Regions from separate parts of the Zea mays genome. Here all the other regions are linked to region 1. Evidence: chromatin contacts called from public Hi-C data. All regions are on one chromosome and are shown on one strand. The core of a region is the stretch at or near the end of the contact, and the rest is flanking DNA. Distances in the headings are between cores, read along the strand shown. Region 1 holds the start of LOC100192490 (Core-2/I-branching beta-16-N-acetylglucosaminyltransferase family protein). Region 2 holds the start of LOC103651301 (two-pore potassium channel 2). Region 3 holds the start of LOC100276465 (Putative clathrin assembly protein). Region 4 holds the start of LOC103651302 (ABC transporter B family member 5).

The links. Hi-C and Micro-C count contacts between places; a contact is called where the count stands out from the background.
Region 2: a Hi-C map of ear shows a contact between it and region 1, with 3 times the contacts expected there. The contact joins the promoter of LOC103651301 here to the promoter of LOC100192490 in region 1. A contact is called at or near these places in 2 of 25 Hi-C or Micro-C datasets (ear and leaf).
Region 3: a Hi-C map of endosperm shows a contact between it and region 1, with 2.2 times the contacts expected there. The contact joins the promoter of LOC100276465 here to the promoter of LOC100192490 in region 1. A contact is called at or near these places in 5 of 25 Hi-C or Micro-C datasets (ear, endosperm, leaf and 1 more).
Region 4: a contact with region 1 is called in a Hi-C map of bundle sheath, with 4 times the contacts expected there. The contact joins the promoter of LOC103651302 here to the promoter of LOC100192490 in region 1. A contact is called at or near these places in 9 of 25 Hi-C or Micro-C datasets (bundle sheath, ear, endosperm and 2 more).

Annotation. Positions count from the first base shown.
Region 1 is chr3:211,548,004-211,551,215 of Zm-B73-REFERENCE-NAM-5.0, reverse strand. It overlaps LOC100192490 (Core-2/I-branching beta-16-N-acetylglucosaminyltransferase family protein), which reads left to right and starts at 1,778. Exons shown (of 10, transcript NM_001308345.1): 1 at 1,778-2,164; 2 at 2,252-2,368; 3 at 2,478-2,578; 4 at 2,952-3,023; 5 at 3,130-3,211. The coding sequence starts at 1,913.
Region 2 is chr3:211,320,358-211,323,448 of Zm-B73-REFERENCE-NAM-5.0, reverse strand. It overlaps LOC103651301 (two-pore potassium channel 2), which reads right to left and starts at 1,580. Exons shown (of 2, transcript XM_008676920.2): 1 at 128-1,580. The coding sequence starts at 1,206. LOC100274395 reads left to right here. Exons shown (of 5, transcript NM_001148755.1): 5 at 1,587-2,178.
Region 3 is chr3:211,711,876-211,715,170 of Zm-B73-REFERENCE-NAM-5.0, reverse strand. LOC100276465 (Putative clathrin assembly protein) reads left to right here and starts at 1,504. Exons shown (of 15, transcript NM_001360693.1): 1 at 1,504-1,805; 2 at 1,981-2,050; 3 at 2,208-2,305. The coding sequence starts at 1,716.
Region 4 is chr3:211,353,963-211,357,007 of Zm-B73-REFERENCE-NAM-5.0, reverse strand. LOC103651302 (ABC transporter B family member 5) reads left to right here and starts at 1,407. Exons shown (of 13, transcript XM_020550507.2): 1 at 1,407-2,057. The coding sequence starts at 1,755.

The sequences.
Region 1 (3,212 bases), core at 529-3,028:
TTCAGTTTCGCCACTTCCGCTGCAAATTCACGCTTGCTTTCGCAATTAAGTAGAGGAAACGGTTGAATTGAATCCTTGAATCCGCTGTCTGTTTCGTGAGCACCAGGATTCATGCCATGCAGGATGGACCGAGCCGTGTTCAGGACAGCTCCACCACTTAAAAAAACGAATCTAGATCTAATATAAAACTGTTTGACCACACAATAGTTCTAGATCCACGAAACTGAGATTTAGTTAGAATATACTGTGTTGCATTTGGTGTTGTCTGATATAATAGCACAAGTGTTTTGTTCATAATTATTAAAAATAGTCTATTTTTTAAAACAAGTATACTATCTTAATTGCAGTGATATTAAAGAGTTGTATATACAACTCTATTTAATATGAGATCTCTAGAAGGTTAATTGAATAAAAAACAAGAGAAGAGGCCATCTCTACGTGTTTCTGTATACATATTGCCGTGGTAAACTGATCCGTGGTGTATATATATGCTCTAATGATAATCAAACTTATGACCTTTCATAAATATACAGTTATGGCCTTCAGCGAACATTAATGCATGGAAAAGCAACATCTTCAATGGCTGCACTCTTCATAGAGCACTAAAAAAACAGAGATATCAGGAGAGAGCAAAATGACAGAAAATTTCTAGAGGAATCCACTTGGTCCTTGATTGATTAACCATCGAAAAATTCTTAGTTGAAAGATTCGGTGACAAAGGTCGGTACTTTTGTTTTTTTTTATACCTGCGTTCAAAATAATTGTTGTTGATATAATATTCATGTTGGGCAATTTTTTTTTAAAATTTTTAATTTGATTTATATAAAAAATTAACAATATTTGCATATCTAAATAAGTTTATTATATAAATTGATTCAAAGATCTATATACTAATTACGTATATAGATATTAATATATTTTGTGTATATTTATCAAAGTTAAAAATACGAGAACGGCAGTGCACAGAAAACATTACAAATTCCACTTGCTATACCGACAAAACGATGAGACCCGTCCTTTGCACATGCCCGTGGTTTTTTACCGTAGTAGATTCTTGCTGCATAGTACATTTGTAAGGTAAAAAAACTCTGTGTTGCCACGAAGGTCCTCTCCAAATGATGTTTACGAGTTGACAGAGTACTCGTTTCTTGATTTCTTCGCGTCGCAAGTCACGGTGGAATCAAGAGAAGCAAGTCGCGGCAAGGCATATATGACCATGCCAAAAAGCCCTCGGAAATGCCGAAGCGCGTCGGTCGACGAGGACGAGCCATGATTCCTCGAACGTCTTGATCAATCAATCCATAAAAAAAAAGACAAGCGAAATCCCACCGTAACGGCGTAACCAGATCATCCCATACATCGCCGCGTATGTGTGTGTATTTCTCAGTCCCCACCCGCAGGCCGCAGCGGCGTCATACGGACACGGGACACCAGCGCCCGACAGGGACGCCGTGCGCGTCACACACACAGGGGCACAGGGCCGAACCGGAAAGACCGCACCGAAAACTTTAGTCCAACTGCCCAACACGCACCACCGCAACAACCACGGGCGGGCGGGCACGGCACATTCGTCTCTCGATCTCCCCGTTGGTCCGTTCCCGGCTCGGCGCTCGGCGGCTCCCGTCCGGCGTCCGCCTCCACTCGCGCGCACACAACTCAACCCGTCACCGTCTCTCCCACGCGCCGCGGCCGCGCCAGTCGCAAGCGCCCGACCCGAAACGCCACGCAAACCCCCGCCTCGGCCGCCATCTCCTCTTTAACCCAGACGCGGCGGGCTCGGCCGCGGCGTGGGCTGGTCCTCAGTCCTCTTCCGTTCTTCCTCCTCGCTCCCGCCCCCTCGCGCCCCTCGCCTTTCAGTTTTGGATGCCACGGAGGCCTGCCAGTGGTGGGCCACCGCCGTACGCGCGCGACGATGCCGGTGAAGCGTTCGGCGTCCGCGCTGGCGCTCCCGCCGGTCGGCCGCCGCGCGCGGGCCCGCCTCTGCATCCGCCTCGCCGCGCCGCTCTCCTTCCTGCTCCTCTTCGTGGCGCTGTTCCACGCCCAGCCGCTCCTGGGCGTTCCGCCCGCTGCGCAGCCGCCCTCCGCGGGGCCCGGTAAGGTCGCCTTCCTTTTCCTCGTCCGCGCGGGGGTGCCGCTCGACTTCCTCTGGGACGCCTTCTTCCGCGTAAGCATCAAGCTCCCCCAGTCCCCGTGATCGATCCGTTCATCCACTCCTCGCCTCTGGCTATCTATTCGACTATGTTTTCTGCAGAACGGCGAGGAGGGGAAGTTCTCGGTGTACGTGCACTCCGCGCCGGGGTTCCAGCTCGACCGCACCACCACGGGATCCCCATACTTCTATGGGCGGCAACTTGCGAGGAGCGTCAAGGTTCGGAGTTCGGACCATCTGTATTTTTCTACTGTACCTTTCCTGTGACGTGGGGCCTCTTAGTACGATCTTGACTTGGGGGAATATGGTTGCGAGCTGCGACCTGCAGGTGGTGTGGGGCGAGGCCACCATGGTGGAGGCAGAGAGGATGTTGTTTGCCGCCGCGCTTCAGGATCCCGCGAACCAGCGCTTTGTTTTGCTCTCTGATAGGTAGGTGTGCTACTTTCTGATGTTCCCGGCATGTGTTAATTGATCTTGTTTGTACGTACAGTTCAAATTCCGTGAAGTGGTCCACATTGAAATGCACGGTACATTGTCTGAATCTTGATGGATTTAACAGTAAGCTTTAAAAGATGTTTGGTAATGGTAATTGACCTAGTCATATGCAATTGGACGTCCTCCTGTTCTGCTGGTACTGCTTACTGCTTTCGTTATGCTTTTCTGATATAAATGTTCTCTAGTGCCTTCATGGCATGTTTGTGTTTTGCTTTCATATGTTGGCATCCTCACTTGTTATTTAAAGCTTGCAATTTCTATATTATAATTTAACATTTTGATATATTTTCCTTTTTTTCTTATGCAGCTGTGTCCCACTCTACAATTTCAGCTCCATATATACTTACCTGATGGCTTCACCTAAAAGTTTTGTAGACAGGTAATGTGGAAAAACCATGTAATTTCTCGTTTGTTCATTTTGATCTTCTCCACAATCTTCAATATTTCAGTTATTTGTTCTCAAATATAATAAGTTAGTCTTGCAGCTTTGTTGATAAGACGGAGAAGCGTTATAATCAAAACATGTCTCCTGCCATTCCAAAGGATAAATGGAGGAAAGGATCTCAGG
Region 2 (3,091 bases), core at 331-2,830, 230 kb after region 1:
TGTCTGAAAAGTCGCTTCCCTTTCAGGTATTTATTATTTTTTAGAACTTCCTGGTATTAATTGTTAAAAGGCAACTGCAAATCATAAATTTTCATGAAATAATCTTTCATGGAAAACTGTACCATACCTTACAGCAGGATGGTTTTCTAGGTCTCCAACAAGTGGCTCGTTGTCCATTTTCTTCTTGAGGATCCATTTTGTAGTCCGCCGGTTCCTTTTGTCCATCCTTAAGTCTGTTAGGAACAAGAAGGCCTTTGCAACTGCTAAAGTGCTTACCAACAGGCACACAGTGGCAGTGAGTCTTCCTGCTGTTGTTGAGAAGCTTTTGTCTCCATATCCAACCGTTGTAACAGAAATGACTGATAAATAGAAACTATCGATCCAGTTTAGACCCTCAACTTCATGTACTATGATTGTGCAAATTGAGATAGTGCCTGCTACAACCGATAATGCAAGTATTACTTTCATCCTCCCTCTTGACCTTTTCTTCCTAGCATCAATCATGTAGGTGTCAAACACCTTGTTAAGCTTGTTATCGTCCATTGTGCTAAGTAGAACTGTTCTCTGCTTGTCCAGTACATTTGTCAACAGCCCATTTAGCATTAGGTCGATGAAACGAACACCAACTAGTAGGAACAAGCATGTGAACACCTTTGTGAAGGTAGTACAGGGGACTATGTCACCGTACCCTATTGTGCACAAACTAATGATGGTGAAGTAAAGGGCATCCACTAGCTTGAATGTGGATTTCCCCTTGAAGCCTTCAACATTTGTCATGTATACAAGCACCCCTATTGAGATGTATAAGATGACGCTGACAATAGCCCGCCTTGCAATTGATGGCGTATATTGTGCAGCAGCAGCAGCATGGCTTTGGCCACCAAGCTCATCCACACAGTGTGCTTCTTTGCTTGATGTGAATATAGAAGGTGAAGAGTGCACCCGCTGCATATTTGGTGAGGGTACCGTACTGGTAGTTTCATCAGTGGGCGGCAGATGATTGAGAGTACTGAAGTTAGCTTTGAGATAGCTGCTTGGGGAAAAGGAAGTTGCACACCTGCTTGGAACATCACAGGAGCTTCTTCTGTCTTTCTTGGAAATGTACTTTTGGTCACGCTGGACCAAAGGTAACAGAGGCTCGTCCATGGAAGGCATATTGGAGCTTGGATCGCTTAGTTGCAGCTTGTAGTTCTCAGGCTGGATCATCGCTTTATATCCATGGTGGTTCTGCCGAGACCTTGAGGATGGAAGCGTTCAAGCAGGGATGTACACTTCCCTGGCATTTCTGGGATGAATGGGCTGGGTTACATCATATCTTGAAACATATCTTTCTTATTTATTGCGACATTTATATCACGTAGTTTCTAGTATCTTGCATGGTAGCTGATGCAGTAGGCAACTGATGAAAGAGAGAGAACGGTTGACATATTCTTTCTGCTGATGTCTGAAACAGAACCCTAGTTTTATCTTCGCAATCCCTGTGTTTGTGGTGGGATATGGCGTGCACCAGAGACTGTCGACTGAATCACCCTATTTGTTCACTGCCTGTGCATAACTATGTGTTCCTGAATTACACTTCGATGCAGGTAGGTACCCAAGTTGACAATGGCTTACCAGTAGTTGGATCTTGCAAGTTGGTCCCAGTGCCATATTCCGCAGGACTACTCCGCCTAACAACTAGAGGGAATGCGGGGTAACCTTCTTCTCTGGATGGAAGCATTTCGATTTGTTGCTGTGCTGAGATCGCATTGTCGGCTATGGATATACAGTACAGGTCGCACTTACTGAAAGCTTCTGAAGCCGAAAAATCTTGACCGGATGAGCTTGGTTGCCGACCATATCCAGGTCATCCCTCTGCGTGCATTTGCATAGAGAAGGCTGCAGGCCTGCAGCCTAGATATTTCACGAGCACTTCATAATTTTCAATGCCATCCAATGCTTCAAGCTTTCTGACATGAGTGTGCAGATGATGAAAAACTCCAAGATGGGTCTCTGTACCTACTATACAACAAGAAGAATCCATGTACTAAATGAGAATGCGAGATTGTTAATTTGTTATTATATGCTCCTTGATAATTTTTTTCTGGTTCTATTTTGTTTCCTGAACCTTGCATACCGCATGTATTATGTTACTAGAAATAGAACGTCTATCAGCACAGCAGACAGCAGCTCCCTTTCACTGGATTTGATGTCGCCTAAGACTGTCTACAGCAGATCCTGTATATGGACTGCACTGTTTTGCTCGTCTAAGTCTGTCTCCAACAGATTATGGACTGCACTGTTTACAGAATTGCAGTGTTCACAGAATTAAGTTTGAAATAGGAGATAGAATAGGTAAGCTGCTAAGTCTGTCTCCAACAGATTATCGACTGCACTGTTCACAGAATTGCACTGTTCACAGAATTAAGTTTGAAATAAGAGATAGAATAGGTAAGCTGCTGGAGACAGCTTAAACATATGATAAGGGAAGCACATCAGTATTGTCAATCTTCAAACAGGGATTACAATGTGCACACCGAAATTACCATTCGGTTCATATGTCATGTCTGTTTATGCATTCTGTGAGCCGCTAAAGAAACCAGCAACTCCTGGTTGGTTTAAAGAGATTTCCTTATATACAAAGCCGGTTCAAAACCAGCGCCATCGTTCATCCACGTCAGCCAAAAAAATCACATCCACACGATAGTGCATCGACGGACAGGTCTACTTCTCAGTGTGCTTCCGTCGCTACATGCGCCTAGAAACTTCCAGACGTCCAGTAAAGCGTACTCTCTCCCTCCCCCGTCGTTCCTCCCTGGCTCACCCGCGTCCTCACAGCGAGGTCTTCCACCGGCGCCCAGGCCGCCAGGCGCGACCGCCCAGGCCGCCAGCGCCAGGCCCGACCGCTGGCCGCTGCTGCCTGCTGGCTTGGCTGCCGCACGCGGCACGCCCGCCGCCGGCCCGTAAAACCTCGGCAGGAAAGTTGGTGGCTCAAGCGCCCACACGCCTCGTTAGGATCTGCAGGGAGAACATGTGCATCATACCAGCGTCAGCGACTCAGCGTGCCGGTCTGTGCCTGTGCCTGTGGACTGCTGCAGGAAAGCTGGGGTAC
Region 3 (3,295 bases), core at 255-2,754, 160 kb before region 1:
GTGTTCAGAATGATACTACGAACAGACCAATCAGTGTTCAGAATCGTCATGCTTACTTACTGCATGCTCAGCCGGGGTGGTAGCCATGCAAAGAAGTTCAAACATGCTGCCAAATAATGGATGGATATTGACAACGATTCCGTCACCTGGTAAGCCGATGCTTCCACTGCAGAGCGAGTAAACTTAGACTCTGTTTGTTTCCATACCCATACTAGATTATATAAATTGGATCATGGCGAAAAAGTACGAGATAAAATACCATTTAAAATCATAAATAAGTTAAAATAATCTAGCTTATTTCAGTTTATTTATAGTATCAAAGTGATATTATACTCTCTTACTTTTTAATATAATCTAACTTATATAATATAAAACTGAAACAAACACGCTCTGATCCTGCAGTATCGCAGTGTATACGTTTGGTCACAGACTCACAGCTCTATCATGACAAGCGTGTCGCTAAAGAGAAGCTCTTCGACGTTGGTCTGAATGCTTCCAGTGTCGAAGCATTGGAAGCGCCTTTTCCAGCCGTCGGAACAAGATAGCGCTGGTAGTAGCGGAGATACAATTGCTTTTCAATGCTCACACGTCTATCATTTGTGTAACACCGAAACTTGAATATGTAGGTTAGAACGGTCTAACGTACGAAACGAACGTAAGACTATAAGCCTCTTAGGGTGGTCGTCGGCAGTGCGTCGTCCGTATGTTAAACTCTTCGACTTGCACAAATCTATTGCGTATTTGAGAAAGATAAAAAAACAAAAGTAGAAATTTAAGTATGTCTAGGAAAAAGTACATATCCTTACAGTCATGAGAAATAGTTGAGCTGCTACCTTTTGCCAGGCTAAGCCCCCAACGAGCCAACTGGTAACTTTGGCTTGGCCTTCGCTTCATACTTGCCATTGCCAAAACCTGGTCCTTATGATTGGAAAGAAGTCGTACTCATGTCAGAACAGGCTTATTTAATTAAGTACAGTCACACACACTCACACTTATTAGTAATGTTGTTACCTTTGGTGGCACGTATCAATTTGCCCTAACCAAGACAACCAGGAAAACAGTTCAGCTACGCCGCCAGCCCCATCTGAGATGAATGAATTCTGCATTGAGATCCAGCACTCTACTAGTCTGAGATCCAGCCGCTCCCAGACGGGCAGTAGGCACCGACATTGCACTAATCTACAGCGTTGGGCACTTGGGCTCGGACCGGAGTTATTATATTGCAAAAGTAGAGAGTACTCCCGTCTCTTTTAAAATAAACGCACGTCTTGTATTTTAAGAAATTAAACTACATTTTTTATAAACTAATATTAATATTTGTAGTTTAAAATAGGTTCAGTAAAATATATTATGTGATTTATTTATAGTGCTTATTTGGGATCATCGATACTATTTTTTATATATTTCATTAAATTTGGAAATTGTGGATTTTTCGAAGTGTAGGAATTTGGAACTGAGGTATACTAATAAACAAGGGTTGCGCGATCAATCATCAGAACCTCCATTGGCGTGGAAGGTGAGGAACGCGCTTCCGTGCGTGCAGGAGGGTCCCCCTATTTGTTGGGGGACGGGAAGGTTGGCAGTTCTCTGTACCGCGCGCTCGCGCCCGAAATTTCACAACACCAAACCCGCAGGGGGGAGAAGCGCAAAGCCACGAGGAGTGCGAGGCGAGGGCCGACACCGGGGACAAGCACGGCGCGGCGGCGGAGGCAGCAATGGCGGCGCTGCAGAGTTGGCGCAAGGCGTACGGCGCGCTTAAGGACACCACCACCGTCAGCCTCGCCAATCTCAACTCCGACTTCAAGGTCCGCCGTCGAATCCTCACTCACCCGCCCGTGCTTTCCCCCGATTTTGCGGGCGCCAAAGCGGTCCAGTTCGTGAGCAGGCGGTCGTGTGCTCGCCGACGGATCTATGGCCGCGCTGCTGCGCCGCACTGGGTTTATTGGTTCTCTTTGGCGTGTTTTTTTTTTGTTTTCTCAGGATCTGGATGTCGCGATCGTGAGGGCCACCAACCACGTGGAGAGCCCGCCCAAGGAGCGCCACCTGCGCAGTGCGTGGATTCCTCCCATGTCCTCCCTTCCCACTTTTTTTTTGCTTAGTTTGATCTTAGGAACTAGCCGGGTCGTCGAGGGCTGTGCTGTGGTTTCTCCAGCATTTTCTCGGTTTGAGTTTGCTGTCTGATGGGTTTGTCGGTGCCGGTGTTGTAGAGATTGTGGCGGCGACGTCCATCGCGAGGCCACAGGCGGACGTCACTTACTGCATCCATGCGCTTGCCCGACGACTCGCCAAAACCAGGAACTGGATCGTAAGCACTGTTGCACTTCGGTTCAGATTATTTGTTTCGTTCAGCGTATCCGATGCTCTGATGGTTGCTTCAGCTGCTAAGTTGGTGCCGATCCTGTAATGGTATGGGTGATCGATGAATCTCAAATGCAATTTCGTTTATTAAAAATGTGATCACGTTGTGGAAATGAATGCAGACTAAATGCTCAATCGTCAAATGCCCAAGTTTCATGCACGGTTAGTGAGGATGCAGTGCTATTGATTTGGGCACCTGAACCTTGGTCATTGCACACTGGAGAGCTCGAGCTCATATGTTCAGTTATATGATAGAATGTTATGTTGTGAGTCTGGAATTGCAATACAAATTAGACCTTTATTCTCTGTGCTTTTGGTGGCTTGAGTGTATATGTACAAGTTAATTTGGATGTGGGAACAACAAAACAAATAGAGACACAACTAAGAATTTTGTTATTTACTGCTGCAATCAAGACATTATACATCCAAGTTGAAATTTCTTTGCATACCATAATAAGCTTGTTTGCAAAAGCACAGTGAAAATTCTACATTTAACACAGTTCTTCACATTTTGTGGTTGCTTTTATTTGAACTTAGAATTGATAATTTAAATTGTGTAGTTCCTTCTTTTCTGTTGATTGTCTGAAGCCGTTTGGCACCCTATAGTGTTATATGTTATGTCCTTGGATTAAAATATTTTTTTAATGGCTAGTTTTTGGTCTTGCCTGAATTGTATGATGGAGTTCAGTTGAGATGGCACAAACTTTGGCTGTTCTGCGCTATTTTTTTTGTTTCCTTACAGTTATACTAGCAGCAACTATCTCAAAATTATTTGGAGTTCTTGGATTCCTATTCAGAAGGTTCTGCTTCGTTTTGTAGGTCTTGATCAACCTTTCATCTTAGTAGCTAACAATGTAGAATATATCGGATCATGGGCCACCCAATCCAACCCCCAAAACCTAACCCAACTAGTGCACCGGGTGGGCTCGGGTCATGA
Region 4 (3,045 bases), core at 158-2,657, 190 kb after region 1:
TCTTTGTGTTGCGGATATCAACTTTAACATATTACATATGTATGCCATAACATATGGTTAGACTTCGATAGCTTCTTAGAGACGGGTAGGCTGAGGAGAGAATTCATGGAGGTAGATGAAGTCTGACGGTGAACTCACCATGGCTCTGATTACCATATAAAAGTACCGAGACACTTAGAGTGTGTTTGGTTGAGGAGTAGAAAAGAATGGAGCGGCTCAATTCTCATTTTCTAGATGTTTGGTTTCCAACAATAGAAGAACAGAATGGCTCATAGGATCTACATATAAAAATTTACCATAAATAGTTGGAATGTTCCTGCTCCACCAAAACGACTGGATGCGAGCGCTCATGTTCAACTCATATGACTCTCCAACCAAACAAAAAATTGAGCGACTCCACTCTATTATACTGTTCAACCAAACAAAAAAATGGAGCGGCTCTGTTCTGCTTGCCAAACGCAGAAAAGAACGGATCCTTTGTAAAAAAACTGGAACAGAGCCGGTCCATTCTAGTTAACTCTCCAACCAAACGCACCCTTAGAAAAATCACTGGTAGCCCAAACTTTGATCTACTTATGTTGTGTATTTATTTGTTGAATGAGCGAGGAACAACCGCTCGCGTGCGTTGGCGTACACATATTGTATGTTTGGTTGTCCACACCATCTCATCTTAGATCACCACATGCGTTGATTTTACTTGGGATTATGTTTGGTTGCTTGTATGTAGAGTCACAACCTGCATGAGTGGGCAAAATAAGTCATTTTGATGCTATTAACCTGCATCCGCTTATACGCTCAAAATTATCGTATCTGGCTGATCAGGACGACGTCAACCTGGACGCGCAGCTAGCCATCCAATCAGACTGATATAGAAGCCGATTGTTTTAGATAAATACAGTACAAATTTAAACTAGATTCTAGTCTATCTTAGAACCAAAACATCTATTGGTTACAACTTTTATCCAATGCAATATCTCTTAACTTATCTCCGACGATGCTGTTGTCGGCAATGTAGTAGCTAGCACTACGGCATCATCAGGCACTACCACCCAGCCTGTATAGTAGTAGCACGAAATCATGGAGGCTAACAATGGCAATCGGTGTCATCTTGCACAAAAATGATGATGCAAATCGGTATAAGCATGACGCGCTACAAGTGAAATAATGGCGGACGGGAGAATTCAACCGCATCCATACGTCGTGGCTCTCCGCCGGATCCTCGCCGACGACAGATACATATGCATGTTACCACCACCAACCGCCGGATCCACGGAGTCGATGAATCGATGACGAATGCATACTTTACCTTACCTACCAACCTTAGCTTCCTAGGAATTGAACTCGATCTCGTGTGACCTTGTGGGCGCTAGCCAGGCTTATATTAGCTCTTGCGTTGCGATGGCGATGGCGATGGAGCGAGCAGATCGAGCTTGCACACCCATATCCGAGCCCTTGCCGGCCTAGACGGCTAGACCAACCATCAATCGCGACCGCGCGTGTTGCCCATGCTGGATAAACATCGGAATCATCAGAGTAGGACTCGACATGACCACCGCACAAGCTAAGGTGTGTATGGTCGACCAAACGAGTGAACCAAAGGACCTCATATGAGCCGGCTTCGATATTTGACAACAAAAGGCCTGCCATATATATAGAGAGTATAGGTACAAAGAGCTGCCACAGGCGAGAGAGCAAGCAAGCACCAGTAGTGCAAACAAACAGCTAGGATCCAGCCATAGAGAGAGAAGGGATTCATGGCTGGGGGAGCGAGACACGGTAGCGAGGACGATGCCGAGACGACGACGACGAACGAGGGACGCCGCAGCAGCGACCACGCAGCCGGGGCCACGACCAACTATTCGGAGCACAAGCAGCTGGTGCCGTTCCTTGACATGCTCAAGTATGCCGACCGCACGGACGCCGCGCTTATGGCGGTCGGCACGGTGGCCGCGGTGGCCAACGGCATGACGGAGCCGCTCATGACCGTCGTCTTCGCGGCCGTCATCGAGTGCTTCGGCGCCGGAGACGACGCCACCATCCTCCACCGGGTCAGCAAGGTACGTTAATCAGTTTGTGCTTGCTCCTGCGTAAGTGCGTATAGTGTGCCCACTGCCCACATGGCCACACACACACTAGTACTATACGTACATACGTCTGTTCCATGCACGCGCGCGGCGGACCAGCTAGTGACTAGCGGCGCGGCCGCGGTGGTTACCGACGACCTACCCGCGACGGCTCACGGCGGCGTTTCGGATTGATGCTGTTTGTTTCGGGCTTATAGATTAAATCTATACTACTATATTAAGACTGTAAGGGGTAGTCTGTCTTCCCTTGTTCTGTCTTTTGTTAATCTGGACAGTCCGTCTTACGGCTGCTACCCGGACCGTCCATCCTATGGCCCCTACCCGCCCGCGTGCGTCGCCCCAGATCCCCCTTAGTCATCTCCCCCTCCGCGCGAGCCACAGCCGGCTCCTCATCGCTTGCTCTCGCTATTGCTTCGTGGGTGAGCGAGGGGCTGTCGTGCGTGTAGGTGAAGGCTTGCGGGCACTCGCGCTTGAAGAACTCCGAAACTTGGAGGTGCGTCAACCACCAAAAATTAATATTAGTGTTACAGTAATATTTTGTCATATAAATTTTGTATATCATAATAATATTTATCGGTTCATATCTATGTTTCATACCGTTTTTTCACTCTCGTGACATTTTTTTAGTGTAAGAAAAGGTAACGCTAAGTAATTTTTTTCTAAAGTTGTTATAAGTAGTAAGTCTTTTATCAAAAATAATCTTAAATAAGTATCTTTTGAGCAGATTATAGAATTATGATAATCCAATGTCTAGATTATATAATCCAATCTAATAATTTTCTATATTTATTTCTTATCTAGATTATTTAAGCTGAATTATATAATTTAAGTAGACTATAATCTAAAACAAACAGGAGTACTACCAGACAACGAAATCTATTCTGAACTCTGTAATAAACAACGACGTTTCGACAACTACGTACCAAGCACTGATGCACTACGGTCTACGGGGGCAGCAGGG